Linked DNA regions of Sus scrofa: region 1 is linked to region 2. The links are chromatin contacts, called in public Hi-C maps. All regions are on one chromosome and are shown on one strand. The core of a region is the stretch at or near the end of the contact, and the rest is flanking DNA. Distances in the headings are between cores, read along the strand shown. Region 1 overlaps LOC110256384 (a long non-coding RNA gene). Region 2 overlaps MASP1 (mannan binding lectin serine peptidase 1).

Evidence for each region. A called contact is a pair of places that touch in the nucleus more often than the background predicts.
Region 1: a contact with region 2 is called in a Hi-C map of embryonic fibroblasts, with 1.7 times the contacts expected there. The contact joins two enhancer-like sites. A contact is called at or near these places in 1 of 5 promoter capture datasets (liver), 3 of 47 Hi-C or Micro-C datasets (embryonic fibroblasts and fibroblasts) and 1 of 2 datasets of contacts at active chromatin or transcription factors (skeletal muscle).

What each region holds. Positions count from the first base shown.
Region 1 is chr13:125,045,292-125,049,793 of Sscrofa11.1, reverse strand. It overlaps LOC110256384 (a long non-coding RNA gene), which reads left to right. Exons shown (of 4, transcript XR_002337796.1): 4 at 2,872-3,862. Among named protein-coding and RNA genes, the nearest start is that of MASP1, 19 kb to the right of the region's middle. Within about 2 kb of position 3,118, at least 6 of the 83 cell types and tissues checked have an H3K27ac peak or open chromatin away from gene starts, as enhancers often do. A contact at or near this core is called in embryonic fibroblasts, where this site is marked.
Region 2 is chr13:124,980,966-124,985,690 of Sscrofa11.1, reverse strand. MASP1 (mannan binding lectin serine peptidase 1) reads left to right here. Exons shown (of 11, transcript NM_001184947.1): 10 at 297-371; 11 at 4,502-4,725. Among named protein-coding and RNA genes, the nearest start is that of MASP1, 45 kb to the left of the region's middle. Within about 2 kb of position 3,055, at least 7 of the 83 cell types and tissues checked have an H3K27ac peak or open chromatin away from gene starts, as enhancers often do. A contact at or near this core is called in embryonic fibroblasts, where this site is marked.

The DNA.
Region 1 (4,502 bases), core at 1,869-4,368, 64 kb before region 2:
TCTCAAGCTTCAGTGTGCTTGGGAATCCCCAGAAGAAATACCTGGAATTCAGATTCCTAGGTACCCTCCAAAGAGTCTGATTCTACAGGTCTGGGCTAAGGGCCAGAAATCTGCACTTTCAGCAAAAAGCAAACCCTTTGAGTGCTACTCATACAATGGCTCAAGGGCATGCTTGAGAAACCCCTGGAGGAGAATGGGAGGAGGAGAAAGCTGAGGAAGGAGGACAACCTCTAGGGAATAGGAAGTGACAGATGAGACTCCTCCTCGAGGTGGTCACAGCAGGGAAAACAGGGAAGATGGAAGGGGAAGGGAGAAGGAGTGCCTGAAAAACTGAAGGAAGACTGTTTTACAAAGGAAAGAGTAGTTCCCCCAAACAAACTCATCCAGAAGGTTAAATTTGGTGTGAACAGAGAATGGGTTGATTGGGTTCGGGCAACTACATGGTCTTTAACAACTCTCTCCAGCAGTGGTTTATGGAAGAGTGGGGACAAAAGTCAGACAACGGAGGGTAGGAAGTCATCAGGGAAGAGAAATACGGACACTCAGGAGATTTTACTCCCTCCAGGAGCTTGACTGGGAAAGAAAATGAGAAAGGGGATGGAGGCTGGATGGGATGGGGAAGATGGTGCTGAAAGGGTGCTCTGGAGGAGGAGTGGTGGACTTGAGGTTATCCATGTGGGATCCCAGGGGGTTGCAGAATTCCAGCCTACCAGCTCTTCCTCCACCCCTTTCTAAATGTATGAAGGCAAGGAGGAGTGGTTATGGTTGCTGAGACAGCTTAGTCTATATCCTGCTTTGTACATTTTTTTGAAGTCACTCATTTGCAAAGCTTGATGTTTTAACCATAACCGGAAACCAGTATTTTGCGTTCTATTTCAAATCTGATTATAGTGATTTCATCACATCATGCTTACAAATCTTCCTGACACCTGGGAAATATTTTCAAGACTAAAGAATTCTAAAATTCCCCTCCACCAAGATTCCGATTGAGTTGGTTTTGGGGGCGGTGAGGGATGCTGTCCATGAGTTTAGAAGCCACTGAACTGGTTAAGACATCTTTGGAGTGTCTGGTTCCCATCCTGAGCTACTGAGGAGACACAAAACATTCTTCCCTATGCTTTATAAGCATTCAGAACCATTAGAGTGTGCCTTTGGGGAGTATGATAAACTACGTGCACAAAACTATGTCCAATTATGGTCTACCAATGGCAGTTGTTGGTGTTGCATAATGTTGGAAGACGTGCTTAGATTTACAAACTCCTGTTCTTAAAAAAGTTGTTTTCAATATAAATCTAATGACTATGTATCTATTCTTTCTAATCTTTTCAAATGACTAGTTTTTATGAGTCATATATCTATGTGCAGTGATGGTATGGATGTTATAAAGAGAGATTAATAAGGGAGGAAGAAGGGGTTAGGAACTAACTCATCATGGCCAAAGAACACAGCACAAATGAACAAATCATTTATCGTCTTTATCCTTTAGGTTTGGTTTTGTCAATGGTCATGTCTCTTTGAGCTATAGTTTATATATTATGAAATTCACCCACTGTAAGTATATACTTTAATGATTTTTAGCAAATGTATAGGACTGTGCAACCATCAGCACAGTTTTAGAACTCTGCTGTCACCCCACCAAGTTCTCCCACACCTGTTGGAAGCCTTACAGCCCAAGTAAACCTCTGATCTGCTGTATCTAATGTTCTCCCTTTTCTAGAAATTTCGCATAAATGGAAACACAAAATGTCTTTCACGTTTGTCGTCTTTCACTTAACATAAAGTTCACGGGGATCATCCTTGTTGACATGTACACGTAGTTCTTTCTTTTAGTTGTTACATATCAATATACGATCCATTTCTTTTTTTTTTTTTTTCCTGGAGCTGTAGCCTCTGGTCTATGCCACAGACACAGCAATGCAGGATCCACACCGCGTCTGCAACCTACACCATAGCTCACAGCAATGCTGGATCCTTAACCCACTGAGTGAGGCCAGGAATCGAACCTGTGTCCTCATGGATACTACTCAGATTTGTTTCCGATGACCCATGATGGGAACTCCCCTACAACCCATTTTTAATTCATTTTTGTATATCACGTGAAGTAAGGGTGTGAGTGTATGTATGTGTATATTTCTGCTTATGGATATCTACTCACTACCACTATCTAAAAAAAGATATCTTTTCCCATCAAATTGCCTTGGCACCTCATTTGGAAATCACTTGACCAAAAATGTATAAGTTTATTTCTGGACTCTCTCTGGGTGGGATTCCATTGATCTACATGTCTAACCTTGTAGGAGGGGTAAGGCATCCATCTGTGAAAACATTGTTTCAGTTGTGTATACTAGATCACTGTGCAAAATATTTCTTACTGAGGATTGTGGTAAAAATATCTTTTGAAAAATGTTTATCTGGGCATTACCAGATAATATTCACAATGAGACACAAAAGAATGTCCTAGAATGCTCTCTTAGGACTCATCAGGGTGGTAGGGCAAAGTGCAGCCTCACATTTTACAGAAGGGAGACTGAGGCCAAGGGGAAGGAGTAACTTAACTCACAGTAATGCCAAAATGCACTCCTACATGGCTTTCCTGGAAGCTGCATCTTCCTGATGCACCTCCCTGTTCTTAAGCAATTCCGTTATCTGTTTCTAACTGCCCCTGCGCCACTGAGGCTGTGCTGGTGGCAGCTGGTAGAGCCCACGTGGGAACACAACTGGGCAGGAGTCCCAGAGGCAGCAGGAGTCCTATCTCCCTCCTTCCTTGACCTCCCCTTTGAAACTCACTGGAAACAGTCTCCCCAGACTCTGCGATGCTTGTGGGGCGGCCCCAGATGACTGTTCCCTGTGCTTCTGCCCCTCCCTTTTCAGGGATAGTGGAGTTGGCTTTTCTTCAGGAACTCTTCTCTTAATGGAAAAAAGAAAGCCACCCCATCGACGTCAAGTGACTCTTACACAACTGCGGCAACTCCGAGAATCGTGTAAATAACCCCAGAACATATGGATTGAATTTCCTCAACTTATCCAGGAATGTAGTAAGTTACGGCCATGGAGGAAGGCTGCCACTCGGCCCTGGCATTCAGAACACTTGAAAGAGTGGTCTCCCCACTCCAGGGACCCCTTAGCCTGGAGCACTCCCGTCCATCTCAAGTTCCAAGGGCTCCTGCCCTCAGCAAGGCACAGCCTGGGCTGGGTCATGGTGGCAGCATCCCAGGCAGCCCCCGGCCCTGCCTTCCTTCAGAGGAAGACTGTGCTTCTAACCACACAAACTGGGCAGAATGTCTGCACATTAGTTCATTCATTCATCCAACATTCCACCAGTATTTATTGAGCATGGGGGTGGGGGTGGGTGGGGAGGAACAGCACAGTGAACAAAAAGGCATGGTCCTGTTTTCACGTCCAGTGAAAGAACTTTCTAGCACTCCCAAGTTATCGAAGCTTTTGAATAGGGGCGAGTTCCCAGCAGAGGCTGACAGAGACTCAAGCATCAGATGAAGAATGGGTGGCTGACCTCTGCGATTCCTCCCAGGCGCAAGGTTTGATGAGGTTCGCAGTCCCTGGGACGCTGCCCCAGCTCCCTTCCCACCTGTGCAGGTGGCTTCGGATGGCACAGCTTTGGGCTGAAGGGCATGGGGAGTCCCTGGAGAAGCAACAGTGCTTCTAGGAAAAGCAGAAACCCATCTCTCCTGCTGAAAAAACCCTTTCCATTCTTATTTCGTTTTATATTCTGTCTTCTCTGTCTCCTCAGAAGAGATCTGAGAACTTTCTTCTGAGTGAGGAGGAACTTGGAAGAGTAAAACACAAACACAAACATAAAAGTTCTGGATGAGGAGTTCCTGTCATGGCTCAGTGGTAACAACCCAACTAGTATCCATCAGGTTGTGGGTTTGATCCCTGGCCTCACTCAGTGGGTTAAGGATCTGGCATTGCTGTGAGCTGTGGTATATGTTGCAGATGCAGCTCAGATCTGTTGTGGCTGTGGCTGGCAGCTGTAGCTCCAATTCGACTCCTAGCCTGGGAACCTCCATATGCCACAGACGTGGCCCTAAAAAAAAAAAAGTTAAATTAAAAATGAAAGGAAATAGTGGATGCCAAGTACCTGCCCAGTCATAAATACTCTGAAAATGCAGGATTCTTGCCCCTTTGCCCCTTCCTTTCCTGCAGATCAGAGCTCAGTCTTAGAGCTCCTCCTCCTTTCCTCCCCCTTCAATCCATGTCCCCAAGCCCCTCCCCATTCATTCCCCGCCCCCCTCCTCATCCCACTCTCCATCTGTCTCCCCATACCCACCGTCTCCTTCACCCCTCCCCCTCCCCATTCCCATCACCTGTTCCTGGAGCAAGGACACAGCCTTTAATAGCAACTTGGGAAGTTCTCCACCTGCTTGATAAGAAGGAGAGCTGAGGAGTTCCCGTCGTGGCTCAGTGGTTAATGAATCTGATTAGGAACCGTGAGGTTGTGGGTTCGATCCTGGCCTCACCAGTGGGTTAAAGAACCAGTGTTG
Region 2 (4,725 bases), core at 1,806-4,305:
GCAGAAGTCAGATTGCTCGGAGCCTTGGATACTGTACTAAAGATCGTGCTGTTTATTTTTGAGGCCAGTGGGGAGCTATTGATGATTTTGAACAGAAAAGGGACAAGGTCAGATTCCCATTTTAGAAAGATGCTTCAAGTGGCAGAGAGGCCTGACTGGGATAGAATGGCATCAGACAGACTGTTTGGAAGACTTGCAATGATCCACAGCAGAGGAGTTAAAGAACCCAATCTGTTTTCCATGTGCTGTAAATCAACCATGTTTGTCCTTTCTTCAACCTTTTCTCCCTTTCCCAGGTGTATATACGTGTTCTGCCCAAGGAGTCTGGATGAATGAAGTCCTGGGGAAAAGCCAGCCCACCTGCCTACCAGGTACCTCACCTTCAAGTTCTCTGCCTCAAGGTCTCCCATGAAAGGCCCTCTGGCCACATGTGCTCTGGCTGTTAATGGCATAAGGGGTGGAGGGCACAATGCTTTGATTATTTTTAAAGAGATCTCTCCAGGAGGTCAAAGGTCAGAAAAGCCCAGCATCACACTTTCTCAAACCAAACAGCCTCTAAGTTCAGCCTGTATTCTTGTACCGGGAACCTTCCTGCCTCTTCTCTCTCAGCAGTTCTACTCCCTCCCTTCAGGTTTTTCATCCCACAAGTTGGTATTTGCACCTGCTTTGCACCAGGAAACGTGATAAAGTGAGCAACCCATCAGCGAGCACTCCCTGTGTTACAGAGGATATGAAAATCATACAAATACCAAATGACCATAGGACAGAGCAATGAGTTCTTCCAAAGAGAAATGTGTTCCGGTCTTAGTGCTGGGCCTCTCCTGAGCTTGCCTACTGACCCCACTTTAAAATGAAAAGAGAATTTTTTGGTAATAGGAAGTGCCCCTGTGCATACTGATTTGGAGGATAGTTTACAGATGTTTATATTAGCATTCAAATTATAGTTGATTCATATCACAGTCATACTCTATACATATATTCAAATTGATTGGTAAAATTATAGCCCCAAATATACACTATAAGGTTAAATCAATAACCCACAATAAATAAATTTAATATTTACAACATAGATATTTACACTTATAAAAGAAATAAGAATAGCAGTGACTGAAAGAAGCAATCATTCAAGATGGCACTGGGAAGGAGTTTCCATCATGGCGCAGCAGAAACGAATCCGACTAGGAACCATGAGGTTGCAGGTTCTATCCCTGGCCATGCTCAGTGGCTTAAGGATCTGGTGTTGCCATGAGCTGTAGTGTAGGTGCATTTGATCAAACAGCAAGAGCTTTGCAGTATGGTTAAGTGTTGCTGACATTCATATTTTACTGAATAAGAGTACTGGGTAAACTGAGATAGTGTATTATTTGAATAGCCTATCTTAGTAACCATCAATATTCACTCAGTAGGCTTCTAACATTAGAATTAGACATTCAAATGGAAAGGCTATGGACCAGTCTACTATTATCTTTAAGAACTGAAGTAAGTGATAACATTTGGGCATCAGCTTTGGCCATTACAGGTGCTATGCCATCCAAGAGAAAGAAGAAGTCCCTGCATGTGGTTGTCTGGGAGTAGAGGGATGAGGACTAGTTAGGGAGACTTCATTTAGGAGGGTTTTATGTCTAAGAAAGAACTCAAAAAAAAACTCACAAGGAGCTGGAACAGGGGACAGGTCAACCCACCCACACTCTGCTGATGGCCATCATCTCAGTTAGGCTTAGGCAGGAGCACACCCAACAGCCACAGCTGATGAAACCTCAGAAAATATGAGGAATGGTGGAGCTCTGGCAAACCAAAGGTCAAAATCCCATTTCGCTAAAATACTATGTGGGCCAAAGAAAACAGCAGTGCAGGTGGATTCCATCCTGTGCAGCCATGTTATAACCTCTGGAAGGAGACAAGGTACTGAGCTGGGAGTCAGGGGCCTGGGTCCTAGACTGGGAGAGTTCTTTTCCTGATTACAATCATTGGTAAGTAATCTTACCTCTCTGGGGTTAGGGTTTCATACCTCAGAAGTGAGAAAGCAGGACCAGGGGATCCGTGATGTTCTATGACTCTTAATGTTCATCATCCTCTAGATTTATACAAAGCATCTTGAATATAATGAGTCATGAAATTCTTTTAACACCTGGTATTGAGCAGAACACGGTGTATCATTGGACTAGGCCAGAGAGTTCTCAATTCTCTCCTCCAAAAACATCAAGATTAAACCCAATGGAAAGCCAGAATGGAGAAAGCCATTTGATCTGGCATCAACATATCCACTTTTCCAAGGCAACTGTTAAGCAACTATTATTTGCTCCTTATTTCACACGTGAGAAAACTAAGCATCAGGGAGGTGTCATGATTCATCCAAGGATGGAGACAGAGCTGGAAGGTAAACTCATGACTTTTGATGTCAGCACAAGCAATGCTGAGCTCTTCTTGACTCTGCCATCCCAATGAAGCCAGAATTCTAGAATATCACATTTTTGTTTTTAGGGCCCTCCTTTCGAACCTGCAGTCTTCTAGAGCCCAAATCTGACTTCAGCACAGCTGAAGCTCTAGTATTTCAAGGTGATTCCATTGTCCCAGGAAAGACCGGATGGAGAATGGTGGCAGCCTTAAAGAATGGCTCCATTTCCATGAGCATTCTCAAAGGCTTATTGTATCATTCAGCCTCTTAAAAGGACAAGATCCTATCAAAAAGAAAAACAAACTTTAGTGGAAAAAATGAAGTTAGAGTTAGAAGAAAGGGTTCTGTTGCTGGCTTTGCCACTAATGATTTTGAGTTTGTCACATGCCTTCTCTGAAGCCTCACTTTCTTCGTCTAAATTGGCTGTTCTCCAAGCTTCCCCAGCTCTGACATCCTGTGACCTGGGGAATGCCACTGGCCCCTTGGTTGGAAAAAGGCACCATTCAGCACTGGCTTTGTTGTGACCATGGACTGAACCACAGGCATGGCCCTCACCAGCACTAAATGAGTTGTTGTACAGGGCCAGTCACAGGCCTGCGTTGAGGTGTCGCTTTGTAAGCTGCTGCTTATAAATGGGAGTCTGGCTTTCAACTCTGAAAGGCCAGGCCACAGACAACTAGCAAACATCAGCTCACATCTGGCCTGGGGTGAACAGCAGGGTGCCTCAGGATCACGTAAGAAGCATTTGGCATCAGGAAGAAGAGCATCTGAAAAGCATTAAGTTGCTGAAAGCCTGACCTCTCAAAGTTGCCAAGGAAAACACAAATATTCCTTCGTCTTTAAAGTATTGTGAAAGGATCCAGGGCCTAGGAGTGTAGCCTGGCAATTTGCAACCAGGAGGAGGCCCTCATTCACACAGGGCTTAAGCCCCCAGACCTAAGCACCCTGCTGGGAGGGGCTCTTGAGAGCCTGTTCTTAGCCGCTGGTGGGAGGGGGCTGGTACTGAAGACCCTCTGCTCGTGGGCCAAAGGCGTTTGGCTGCAGGAGGCTGGTGGTGCATGTGTATGCTCAGGGTACAAGTCGGCGGAACGAAGTTTGATCAGCCCTTTCTTCTTCCTCTGAAGAAGGTACTACTGGTTCCTGGGCGCAATGATGGGTGGCTCAGAGCAGAGCCCATGCATCATTGCTTGTAGATTATGCCACCTTTCCCTAACCTTGGGAGCTCTGGGCAGCCCTTCAGAGTATGTGTCCTTTAGACCAGAGAAGAAAAGGTTAGAGGGCCCAGGACAGTGGTCTTCAAATGTAATGAGGCATTGTGGGATATGGGAAGAGACATAGATCTTAGAATCTAGTTAAGCCCCTGCTACTCAAAACTTAATAGCCATGGGACCTTGGGCTAGTCATTTAACCTCTGGAGAGTGTTACCCATAAAATGGGGGTGACCAGGGCAAAAGAAATAAAAATCAAAGGAATTTGACATTTAAAGGATCATTGAAGATTGCCTTGACCAAATGTCTCATTTAATAGATCAAATAGTGAAATCCAGAGAAGGAAATTTACTTACCCAGAGTCACACAGGACAGAGGAGAGAAAAGCCACATCAAGGCCTTCCATGTCTCAGCTCCCAGTCCAGTGTTTACTGTGACCTGCTAGACAATCTTTAAATCTCCTTCCATCTCTCAAAGCTGTTGACCTGCAGTTTTCTGAAGTTTTCTAAGTGCCCACAGCATGGACCACTTCTGGATTCTGAGACGCCTCTCTAGGGAAGAAAGGCGAAAACTGACCATGGCTAGAGGTAGGCCTGGCTAAAGATGGTCCAGGCCATGAGTGATTGGTTCAGGATGGTAAAGCCCCACATACAAAATAGTCCATACATGGCCCTGGCTACAAAAGGGTCAGAGGACCAATAGGCCAGACTAGAAAGCTTTAGGCCAAAGGTGACCCATTCCAAGCTTTCCCAGGCTAGCAGGGCCCCCGATGTAAAGTAGGGGTCCATGGTGGCATAATCTACAGTGGGTGAGATGTGAATTTCTCCCAGAGGATCTTTTCAACTGGCTGACCTGACCAGTCTCTCACTCTTGTCCCCGCTCCTCCCTCTCCTTACAGTGTGTGGTCAGCCCTCCCGCTCCCTGCCGAACCTGGTCAAGCGGATCATCGGAGGCCGGAACGCTGAGCCCGGCCTCTTTCCATGGCAGGCCCTGATCGTGGTGGAGGACACGTCGAGGGTGCCCAACGACAAGTGGTTTGGGAGCGGGGCCTTGCTCTCTGAGTCCTGGATCCTCACGGCAGCCCACGTGCTGCGCTCACAGCGCAGAGACAACACGGTGACG